Linked DNA regions of Rattus norvegicus: region 1 is linked to region 2. The links are chromatin contacts, called in public HiChIP or PLAC-seq maps. All regions are on one chromosome and are shown on one strand. The core of a region is the stretch at or near the end of the contact, and the rest is flanking DNA. Distances in the headings are between cores, read along the strand shown. Region 1 holds the start of Kpna2 (karyopherin subunit alpha 2). Region 2 holds the start of Ddx5 (DEAD-box helicase 5).

Evidence for each region. HiChIP or PLAC-seq counts read pairs in DNA pulled down with a chosen protein or histone mark.
Region 1: a contact with region 2 is called in an H3K27ac HiChIP or PLAC-seq map of oligodendrocytes, with 4 times the contacts expected there. The contact joins the promoter of Kpna2 here to the promoter of Ddx5 in region 2. A contact is called at or near these places in 1 of 12 Hi-C or Micro-C datasets (the Rat2 cell line) and 1 of 1 datasets of contacts at active chromatin or transcription factors (oligodendrocytes).

The regions. Positions count from the first base shown.
Region 1 is chr10:92,442,556-92,447,797 of GRCr8, forward strand. Kpna2 (karyopherin subunit alpha 2) reads right to left here and starts at 3,286. Exons shown (of 11, transcript NM_001270802.1): 1 at 3,184-3,286; 2 at 1,438-1,542; 3 at 718-855. The coding sequence starts at 1,512.
Region 2 is chr10:92,228,340-92,233,377 of GRCr8, forward strand. It overlaps Ddx5 (DEAD-box helicase 5), which reads right to left and starts at 3,589. Exons shown (of 14, transcript NM_001007613.1): 1 at 3,501-3,589; 2 at 2,777-2,961; 3 at 1,464-1,629; 4 at 991-1,087; 5 at 767-900; 6 at 598-663; 7 at 238-379; 8 at 1-145. The coding sequence starts at 2,820. It overlaps Cep95 (centrosomal protein 95), which reads left to right and starts at 3,490. Exons shown (of 20, transcript NM_001013862.1): 1 at 3,490-3,863. The coding sequence starts at 3,845.

The DNA of each region.
Region 1 (5,242 bases), core at 2,036-4,535, 210 kb after region 2:
GAACTCAGGATCTTTGTAAAAGCAGCCAGTGTCAACCTCTGAGCCATCTCTCTAGCTCCTGCATTATGATTCTTTTTTTTTTTTTTTTTTTGGTTCTTTTTTTCGGAGCTGGGGACCGAACCCAGGGCCTTGCGCTTCCTAGGTAAGCGCTCTACCACTGAGCTAAATCCCCAGCCCCCTGCATTATGATTCTTAACAAGAACAAAATTACAGTTACAAAGTAGCAACTAAGACAATCTAGTGATTGGTCACCACAACATGAGAAACTGTATTAAAGGGTCACAACATTAGTAAGACTAAAAACCACTACTTTATATTGTACAGCATGGCATCATGATTGTATACACCTGAGGCTGACTAAAGTTGAGTTCCAGACCAGGATAGACTATATAGAAAATATGACACCAATCAGGATTATATAGCAAGATACTATCTCAAAAAAATAAAAATGGGAACTAGAGATATAGGTCAATGATAGAATATTTGCCTGTGAAAACACAAGGCCCTGGGTGTGATCCCTACTTAGCATTAAAACAATAAAAATATTTCTTCAATTGAACTGTCATGTCAAGGAACTTAGCTATTATCCAGAAGTGCAGGGATGTTTGAAGGAAGGGTAGAACTAAAAGAAAACTATCCACTGGAGTGTGGGAAGGAAAGTGTTTCTAAGACATTCATCCACATGGTCTAGATTGACATGAACGCAACTGTGTTCACCTGGTTGTTTCGGTTTTCCTGTAGTGGAGAAGTAGCGTCATCAGGGAATGAGCTGACATTCCTCCTTTTCAGCATCTGGTCATCTTTTTTAGCTTTCCTAAGTTCCACATTAACCTCTATTCGGCGGCGCCGCATTTCCTGAAGAAAAGAACACCTCGTTTTATCTACTCCATCAGCTTTCACTGCCAAGTGATCTTTTTCCCTTGCCCCCTTCCCTGGTTTCTCTGCGTAGCTCTGGCTGTCCTGTAACTCATTTTGTAGAGTAATCTGGCCTCAAACTCAGAGATCCACCTGCCTCTGCCTTCTAAGTACAGAGATTAAAGGCATTCACCACCCCACCCAGCTTGGATTTCTTTTTAAATCCCTCAAAGGCCAGCAAGAGAGACGAACTCATCTAATAAAGCACTTGCCACTTGGTCTGAGCCGCCGCTTGGTCTGAGCCATGTACGAGGGAACTAATGTCTGTAAAAGTTGTCCTCTCACCTCTGCATGTGCACTAGCTGCTATGGAACACCCCCCATACACAAAAGTAAATAATAAGTAAATGCAATTTTAAGAGTGTAAACACCTAAGACTAGAGATGACAGTTGGGCACAGAAAAACCCAACTAGCCTGAGTGCAAAGCTCTATAGTCAATTCCAGTACCTCAACAATGTAGTAAATAAACACCTCTCCTTTTCCTTTAAAAGTATAACCAGGAAAGCAACAGAAGGTACTCACTGTACTGTCTTTCCCCTTGTTCTTGAATCTGTTAAGCCGGGCAGCTGTTGAGTTAGCATTCTCATTGGTGGACATGGTTGCTGCAGGAACAAGGAGGAAGGAAAGCTAGTTGAAAGGGAGGGTGAGAATAAGGAGAAAAAAAAAAAAGAAAAAAGCATTTAATAACAATACAACAGAAGCTGGGCATTGTAATAGAGGACTTTAATCATAGCACCTGGGAGGCAGAGACAGCCAGATCTCCATGAGTTTGAGGCCAGCCTGGTCTGTAGAGAGTTCCAGGCCAGCTAGGTAGAAAAACCCTATCTTAAAAAGAAACAGACAGAAATACACAATAGTTATAGTCAACTAAATCTCGACTCCATCTCTATACTAGATAAAAAGCAACAAAGACGATGACACACCCACAGCCTGGCAGAGGTGGGCGGATCTGAGCCGGTGGCCAGCCTAACTACTCAGAGAAACCCTGTCTCAAAAAACAAAAAATAAATAAATAAACCCAAGCCCCACAAGTTATCATTATGGCTTTACTAGTAAGTAGTAACCTACTACAAAGGTAACTGAACTGTCAATCAGAATTTAAAGCAATGTGTTTTTTTTCCAGAGCTGGGGACCGAACCCAGGGCCTTACCCACGGCCTTACGCTTGCTAGGCAAGCACTCTACCACTGAGCTAAATCCCCAACCCCTAAAGCAATGTTTTTAAAACATAATTTAAAATTTCCACTAACCACATTTTTATAAGGGTAAAAAGAAACGCATGAAATTAATTTTAAGACTTTTACCCAATATAGCTAAACTATTACCATTTTCAGGATGTCATCTATTCAAAAAAAATTGAGATGTTGTACTTCTTTCGCACACTTCCAAAACCCTATGTGTAGTTTAAGCACACAGGGCATCTCAACTCAGATTAGCGGCTTTTCAAACACTCAATGGCCTTAAGCCTCTGGCCAGCACGGTATTAAGTCAGGGATCTACATTCTAGACTCCATTAGTTAATAGAACACCAAGTGGGAGAACCCTGGCTGCTATATATATATAGTTAGTTATCTACGTCCTTAAGGCAGTAAATGCAGCCTTTTCTGCATCATTTTCTGTTGATGGCCAAAACGGATCCATACTAGTATCTCTATCAAGTTACATAAAGAATCGGTTCGTTACCTTCCATAACCATCGCTGTCAGCAGTGATGCCGCATTTTGCACACACTTCCAGCGAATGCATTCAACCAGGATGATATCAGCTATGTGGTCAGTCACCGTAGCTCAATATATCTAACACAGGTGTGATCCTCACAATGTGACAAGAATCTAAAGTCCCCTGACAATCTGTTAGCTCTACCTGCTTTATGTCCGTCCTCGACCCTGACACAGGTGACTCGGTTCAAGAGCTTAACTGGATGTCTTAACTGCCACCTTCGCCTCCGGCCCAAAGCTGCGTCTCCTCCCCAGGAAGAAGCATCAGGAAAGCGGCTGCATGCCAGGTCCTCTCGACTGCGGCCGCCCTCCGGTCCCCCACGCCGACCCTCGGGGCCGCACCGAACCGAGCCGCACCGCACCCAGGCCTTCGCTCCCCTCCGCAGCGCCCGGCGCTGCCAGCCCTTAAGCCCAGCATGGCGAAACCAACCAGCCCCGAGGCCTGGTCTGAGCGGGGAGGCTCAGCTCCCGCCCGGGCGCGGCCTGCTCCCGCCCTCCGCCGCACAGCCCTCTGTCCGGTCGTTACAGCTCAGGACCGGCCTACGCTCCTACCTGCACAGCCGGTTCAGACTTCCACGAAAGTCGGTGCAGGGCTCTCAAGCTGCGGGTCGGCGGCTGTCGAAACGTCCACTAGCCCTCAGCCCTCAGACTTTGTGCCTCGTGCTGCCGGCCGGCGCGATTTAAATTTCCCGGTGACGCCGCGTTCCGATTGGCTGGTTTGAGCCTAAGCTGTGCGTTCATTGGTAGGTTTGAAAAACACGTTAGGCGGGGGTGGGGGTGGGACGCAGACACAGGACATAGGAAAGAAGGTGGGGGTGGGGCGGTAAGAAGGGAGGCATCGCGAGATGAGGGAGCGGCCCGGCAATCCCAGAGTGCCTTGCACAAGGGGCGACTCCTGCTCTGCGCACATAGCACCTAGTCCTGTTTTTTGTCCCTACTTAGCTAGAACACTGGGCAGTTCCCTGTTTGCTTTCTCTGGGCATGATCTTAAGCAAACACACAGGATTATTATTACACTTGTTATCAAAAAAAAAAAAAAAAAAGCTTAGCTTGCCGTGATTGGCGCAGGTTTTTAATCCCAGCACTAGGGAGGCAGAGGGATTACTGAGTTCAAGGCAAGACTAGTCTATACAGTGAGGCCAGTCAGGGCTACATAGAAAGACTCTGGGGCTGGAGAGATGGCTCAGCGGTTAAGAGCCCTGACTGCTATTCTAGAAGTGCTGAGTTCAATTCCCGGCAACCACATGGTGGCTCATGACCATCTGTAATGGAACCCGATCTTTCAGTGTGTCTGAAGACAATGACAGTGTACCGTGTACTTACATAAAACAAACAAATCTTAAAAAAAAAAAAGACTGTCTCCAAAATAAATAAATGAATAAATAAAAATAAATACAATAATAAAAGAGCTTACCATAAATATATTAACTATAGAGCTAGGCAAGCGCTCTACCACTGAGCTAAATCCCCAACCCCGATTATTTAATTTTTATTATGGGGAGTGGGATTGAGGCAGGGTCTCACAATAGAGCCCAGGCTAGCCTTGAACCAGTTGCTGAGGAAGCTCAGCGTCTGTTCTGGGATTACAGACATGCCCCACTTTGTCGGGTTGTGTGTTAAATTTTTAGATTACTTGGAAGATAAGAGACAATGGAAACAGCAAATGTAACAAATGACTTACTAATGTCTATTTTCTCCAAACCCTTTATTTTACTTATTTGTGTATTTTGTTTTTTGGGTTTTTTTTTTCTTTTTTATTTTTTTTTCGGAGCTGGGGACCAAACCCAGGGCCTGTGCCTGCTAGGCAAGAGCTCTACCACTGAGCTAAATCCCCAACCCGTGTATTTTTGTTTTTTGTCCTTCCAACGCCCCATATTGGGTTTCTCTGTGTAGCCTTGGCTATCCTGAAACTCACTCTGTAGACCTGGCTGAATTCCACGTACCTTGGAGTCCTGGGACTAAAGGCATGTGCCACCATTGCCCGGCTTCAAACACTTTAAAAACTTCAATAATTCTGAACACAGAATCACAAATCTTTGTCTAGACTTGCCAATTGTTAAATTTTGTCACATTTTTTTATATGTTACGTGTATATAGCGTGCGTACCCGCATGTGCAATAGCCTTTTCTCTAATTTTTTGTTTGTTTCTTTTTTTTTCAAGGCATTTCTCTGTGTAGCCCTGGAACGCCGTCTGTAGACCAGGCTGGCCTCTAACTCACAGATCCAAAAGCCTCTGCCTCCCAAATGCTGGTGTTAAAGGCATTTTCAGTATTAATGGTGTGAGCCACCAAGCCCGTCTTTTTTTTTTTTTCTTTCCTCTTGATAGTTTCAGAATTATCTCTTTAGCTCTAAATATTCCATAGTATATCTGCTGAGAACAAGAAGGCATTGTCAAGATGAACAGTGGTGTCATACACCTTTAATCTCAATGCAAGAAAGGCAGAGGCATTCAGATCTCTGTGCGTTCAAGGCCGTCGTGGTCTACAGAGCAAGTCCCAGGAGAACTAGAGCTACACAGAGAAACCCTGTGTGTGTGTGTGTGTGTGTGTGTGTGTGTGTGTTGGGGGAACGTGGGGTGGCCAAAAAAAAAAAAAAAAAAAAAGACACTCTC
Region 2 (5,038 bases), core at 2,339-4,838:
ATTTTCCTTATTTGGGGTTCAAAGCCCATATCAAGCATCCTATCAGCTTCATCAAGGACAAGGTAAGTTGTTCTTCTCAGATTGGTTTTCCCACACTCTAAAAAGTCAATCAGTCTTCCAGGTGTTGCAATACAGATTTCCACACCTTTAATTAAATGAATAAAAAGGAGATATAACTACAATATGTAAAACTTTCATCTCCACCAGTGTCAAAGAGCACCCTCTATGGTTATATACCTCTCTCCAAATCACGAATCTGCGGTCCTTTGGGAGCACCACCATAGATGCAAGTAGACTTCAAGCGACAAGCTCTACAATATTCAGCAGCGACCTGCTGCACCTGCTGTGCCAGTTCTCGAGTTGGTGCCAGCACCAAGCACTAAGTTTGAAAAAAGTGTTTTTAGTATAAACCAGTTTACTAAGATGCCACTACGTCTTTATGTGTTGGGTACTGTGGCAGTTATCTATTATGGCCCATCCAACTTACTGTCTTTGGATACTAATTTTAAATGGCTAGTTTATACTGACAGCCCCACTTTCCAGCTATATAAAACAAAGGAGTTCTAGCAAATAGGGTGGGAAACTTAAGATACTTACAATAGGCCCATCACCTCTCTCTAAGAATGGCTGGTGGTTTATGTGTACAATGGCAGGCAGCAAATACTATTGAAGAGTAAAAACAATTATTGAAATTGGATTAAAATAGTTAAATAAAAAAATCTATGGGTCACTTCCCCCACAATTCATCAAGTTTTCCTAAACTTACAGATAATGTTTTCCCAGATCCAGTCTGAGCTACTCCAACCATATCCAATCCACTGAGAGCAACTGGCCAGCCCTGAGCTTGGATAGCAGTGGGTTCAGTGAAGTTCTGCCTTGCAATCACATCCATGACATTTGCTGCAACCAACAATACCATTTTAACAAAAACTTATAGGCAAAAAAAGAGGGAAAAAACGTAAAGGGTTAAAGATAAAATTTATTCCTTACCAGGAAAGTTTGCTTCATAAAAATTCAGAACAGGTTTTGGACAGTTGTGACCTCTGACTGTAATTTCCTTGCTTCTTCTGTACGTATCTACCTCTTGCTGAAAAACAAATGATCTTGGTCTCAGACCTAGGCCAGATACACCGACAAGTTCCCTACAGCTCAGTTACACTCATTTCTAACTATCTGGACCCATAAATGGAACTCTACTTAGCAGTAAAAATCACAATACACATTAAAAAAAAAAAGTGTCTATGAAGCCCAAATAGGCTGACAAGCCTGTTTCCCCAGTGATGTTTCCCCAGAGATTAACATATGGCCATTACACCTGGCCAATACACAAGAGAAAATTCAATGGGAAGTCAGACAAGTAATTCTCCAAATAATCTGCAAGGCACCTGCTAAGTTTCCATCTAATTGATCAGAAGTAGTTACTACTGAGTTATAGCACGATGAAGCCACATTTAAATACTCACTGCGGTGCGCCTTGCCAAATCAGGGTGTTCCTGATAAAAATTCTTCTCAAATTTGGGCAGCTCATCAAGATTCCACTTCTTTTTAACTAGTTTCTCCCCAGGATTTCCAAACTTCTTTCCAGATAGGGGTCCTGTTCTACTCCCTCCAAATCGAGGTGCACCAAACCTACAAAAAAAAAAGTTAGGTACATTGTGAACAGACTTCTACATGAACAGGTTTGTCTCCACATTTCATTTAATGTCTCTTGATCCGAGCCAAAGTGTGCCTCTGGAATCCTTCCCAACTGTCATTCTACGGACAGCCACAACTGGCAGCGTTTCTTTTCTGAAGTCCCAAGTACACTCTAATGAGGCCAAATAAACAGCGTGGGATCTATCAGGTCCCAAACTGCCCAAACGTCTGAAGTTCAGATTACAAGGACAACAGCTAGAGGCTCCCTCTTCTCTCCCCACAGAGCTTAGGAATTAAGTGTCTAGGAGCTGGACAAGAAGGGAGGAGCTTAAGAAGGTTATTTTTGCCACTGTTTTCATCAAAGGGCCTGATCTTAAAGAAATAACGGGACTGCGCAGGCAACGTGAGTGGCTATGGGAGGACGGTACCGCGGGCAGGGTAGAAAGGGGCACACGCGCCAGGGAGCCTTGTTTTAGGAAACGCCGCGAACGGCTGCAAATCAAGGTAACAAAATTATATAACGCGAGGGAGAAAAAGAGGAGGAGTCGACGGCAACCGGGGGAGGAGTCCCGGCCCGGGCGGCGTTCCCGCTGGGGCGGCGCTTCCTTCTTTGTCTCGCATTTCTCTCTGCGCCACATTTTCTCGACGCTGCCATTTTGAGCTCCTCCGCCGGGCGGGGTAACAAAGGCGCCGCCGCCATGTCCGAGGCCGGCATTTTGTGGCTGCGGCTCAGCCACATGGCTGAATCCGCTGGCGTAGGCCACCCTACCGGGCACAGACGGCCTCGAAAGCGCCCCTTGTATTCTCTGGGGACCCCGGGGGCCCCCCTAAAACCCCCAGCGAAAGGCTGCGCAAACGACGCCTTGAGCCGACTCTAAGGCGAGGCGCTTCCCTATCTAAAACACCTCCGGGCTTCCCACAACAGCCGCGAGGTCGCCCAGGCCGCCGTCCTCCCAAACAAAAACCAAGGTTGAACCCAGTTACCAGAAGCGTCGCCTTTAACGGCTTTTTAGCCGGATGTCAGAGAAACGCAAGGCCTCCTACCAGAAAAAAAAATCTAAAGGTCGGTTGGAAAGCCGAGCTTCTGCCGCGCCGCTCTCCCATCCCCCACCCGCCCTGACAGGTCCCTTGTTATACTCACCCTCGATCCCGGCCGCGGTCTCGGTCACTAGAATAACTCGACATGGCGTCAATGGTTGCGGTGTGCTGGAGGAACCCAGTGAAAGAGAATCCAGTTGCGACGAGTCGCTGAAAGGAGGCCTCGGCGACGGCGAAGCCTTTGCGGGGGCGTCACCAGCGGAGGGACGGCGGTGACGAGGGCCGGAGCTGTAAACCCAAGGACCGATGGAAATGAATGAGGTGCCGGCTGCGTCCGGGCAGCCGGTTTTATAGTCTGGACCGCCTCCTCGTCGCAAAGGATGCTGGGAGCCGCTCTATGACCTAATCACCCCGCCCCCTGGCTCCAAGGCCTCAACGCCCGCTGGCGTTCCGGAATCCGCCATGTTCTCGCCCCTCCCCCCCGCGGGCGCTCCCTCATAGGCGCCCGTTTATTACTCGCTTCTCGACTGGGTGACACCACTAGAATGCCCCGTCCCACACCCTTTTGGCTACACCACCTTCTCGCCTTGCTACATGTCAAACAAGCTTCTTCCCCGTGGCCAACCAGTCATTAAAATGGCCAGCACCAGCCATCCTACTGTCTCTACTTGAAGATGTTTACGTCTTCACAGACTCCCCCACGCCCATAACCAAAGAAGACGGGGGAGGCGGAGCTTGGCGTTGTCACGTGATTGTACCCTGGGCAAGGCGTATCGCACTACTTTCTCGCTTGCCTTCGGCGGAGGAATACAAAACCACAAACTCACCGGAAGCGCGGCTCTAACGCCCCCAGGAGATCGGCCGGGCTGCTGGGTGACCTGGCTGCCCTGCACGCCGATCTGAGAGCCCTTAAGCGGGATCTTGTCCGCGGGGAATGGTATCTGGAGCCCGCAAACTGCCGCCTAAGCGCGTGCTGCGAAAGGAAGTGCTTCTCTTCTGACCAATCAGCGGCGAGAAGCCGTTTTAACGTCCCTCCCTTTTCTACCCCTCCTTCCCCGCTCTCTGGTTTCTACCCCCTCCTACTCCCTTCGGTTCTACCGGGTTCGACCCTTCCAGGACACCGTCGCCCGCGCTCTCGTCTTGGAGTCTGGCCGCGACCTCACTTGGCAGTATGGCCAGCTCAGAGGCTGGTGAGTCTCGGCCTGGAGCCCTAGTGTTTTTGTACTGCAGCATTCCGCAGGCCTCGGGCTGAATCTGAGCCATGTCTGGGCTGCTGGAGAGGCTCGTGATGGTTGGACACTAGTTGCAGTCGCAGGGAATCTCTAAATTTAGGGTCTCACCCTCGAGACCTCATGTGTTTTCCAGGCGTGGAATTGAGACTTGGGATGAGACAGGAGCTCATTGACAAGGCTGGGATACCCTCATCCTGTTTTTACAGAGCAGTCAGGATCCTTCTTGGATCCGAGTTTCTGTGGGGTATCTAGCCACAGACTGTCTCTCCTTCCCCTTTGGTTTGTTTGGACTAAGGTTGAACCTATCTATATATATTTTTTCCTTTTGAGGCATAGCACTCATAAGATCTTTTGATGCCCTCTACAGTAACTGGCTTTGTCTAGTACAGCCTTTAAAAAGCCAATTGACTCGGTTGTCTAGGACGCTTTCCTCGTCCTTTCCAAGACAATACAAAATGGTTGTCATGGCTTGGTCAGCTGTGCGCATTGGGCATTGGAAGGAGGGCAAAATGGGCATGACACATTCAGACTACTGTCTCCAGAATGTCTGACTGTACTGGAAATGTGACCAATTCTAAAGTGCTTTCTAATATCCAGTCATTTCAGGATACAGGCGTTTCAAGCTTTCGGAATTATTGCTGAAACCCTTAATCGTTAGTCCTGTACTATCTGGGGGAGGGCACGAGCTGTTTTTGGAAAAGAACAACGGGGAGCTTGATTAGGATTATTAATGTGCTAGTTTAGAGCTTAGCGATTTGGCTTTTTTTTTCTTTCATTTTTACCTTCGTACACATCAAATATAATAAAAAAGAAAACTAACAAATGCATTAGTGTCGGTGTTGTCATTATTCAAATTCCTAACAGCCTAAATTAATCACTTGTTTGGGCACCCGAGAGATCTTACTTATACAAGATAATTGGGTAAAAACATGTCTAAAAACTACTGGGAATTCAGAGCTACCTCCATTAATTTCTAGCAGTTTTTAGGTTTTCATTTACAGCTGTCTTACGATATTCCTGGTTACCTATAAATTTATTGTAACTAAAAACACCCATGTGAGTATAAAAATACCGGTAAATAGGATTGTAGGTTGCAAGAATAAAAGTTGGGTTGGCACGACAGTTTTGACTGC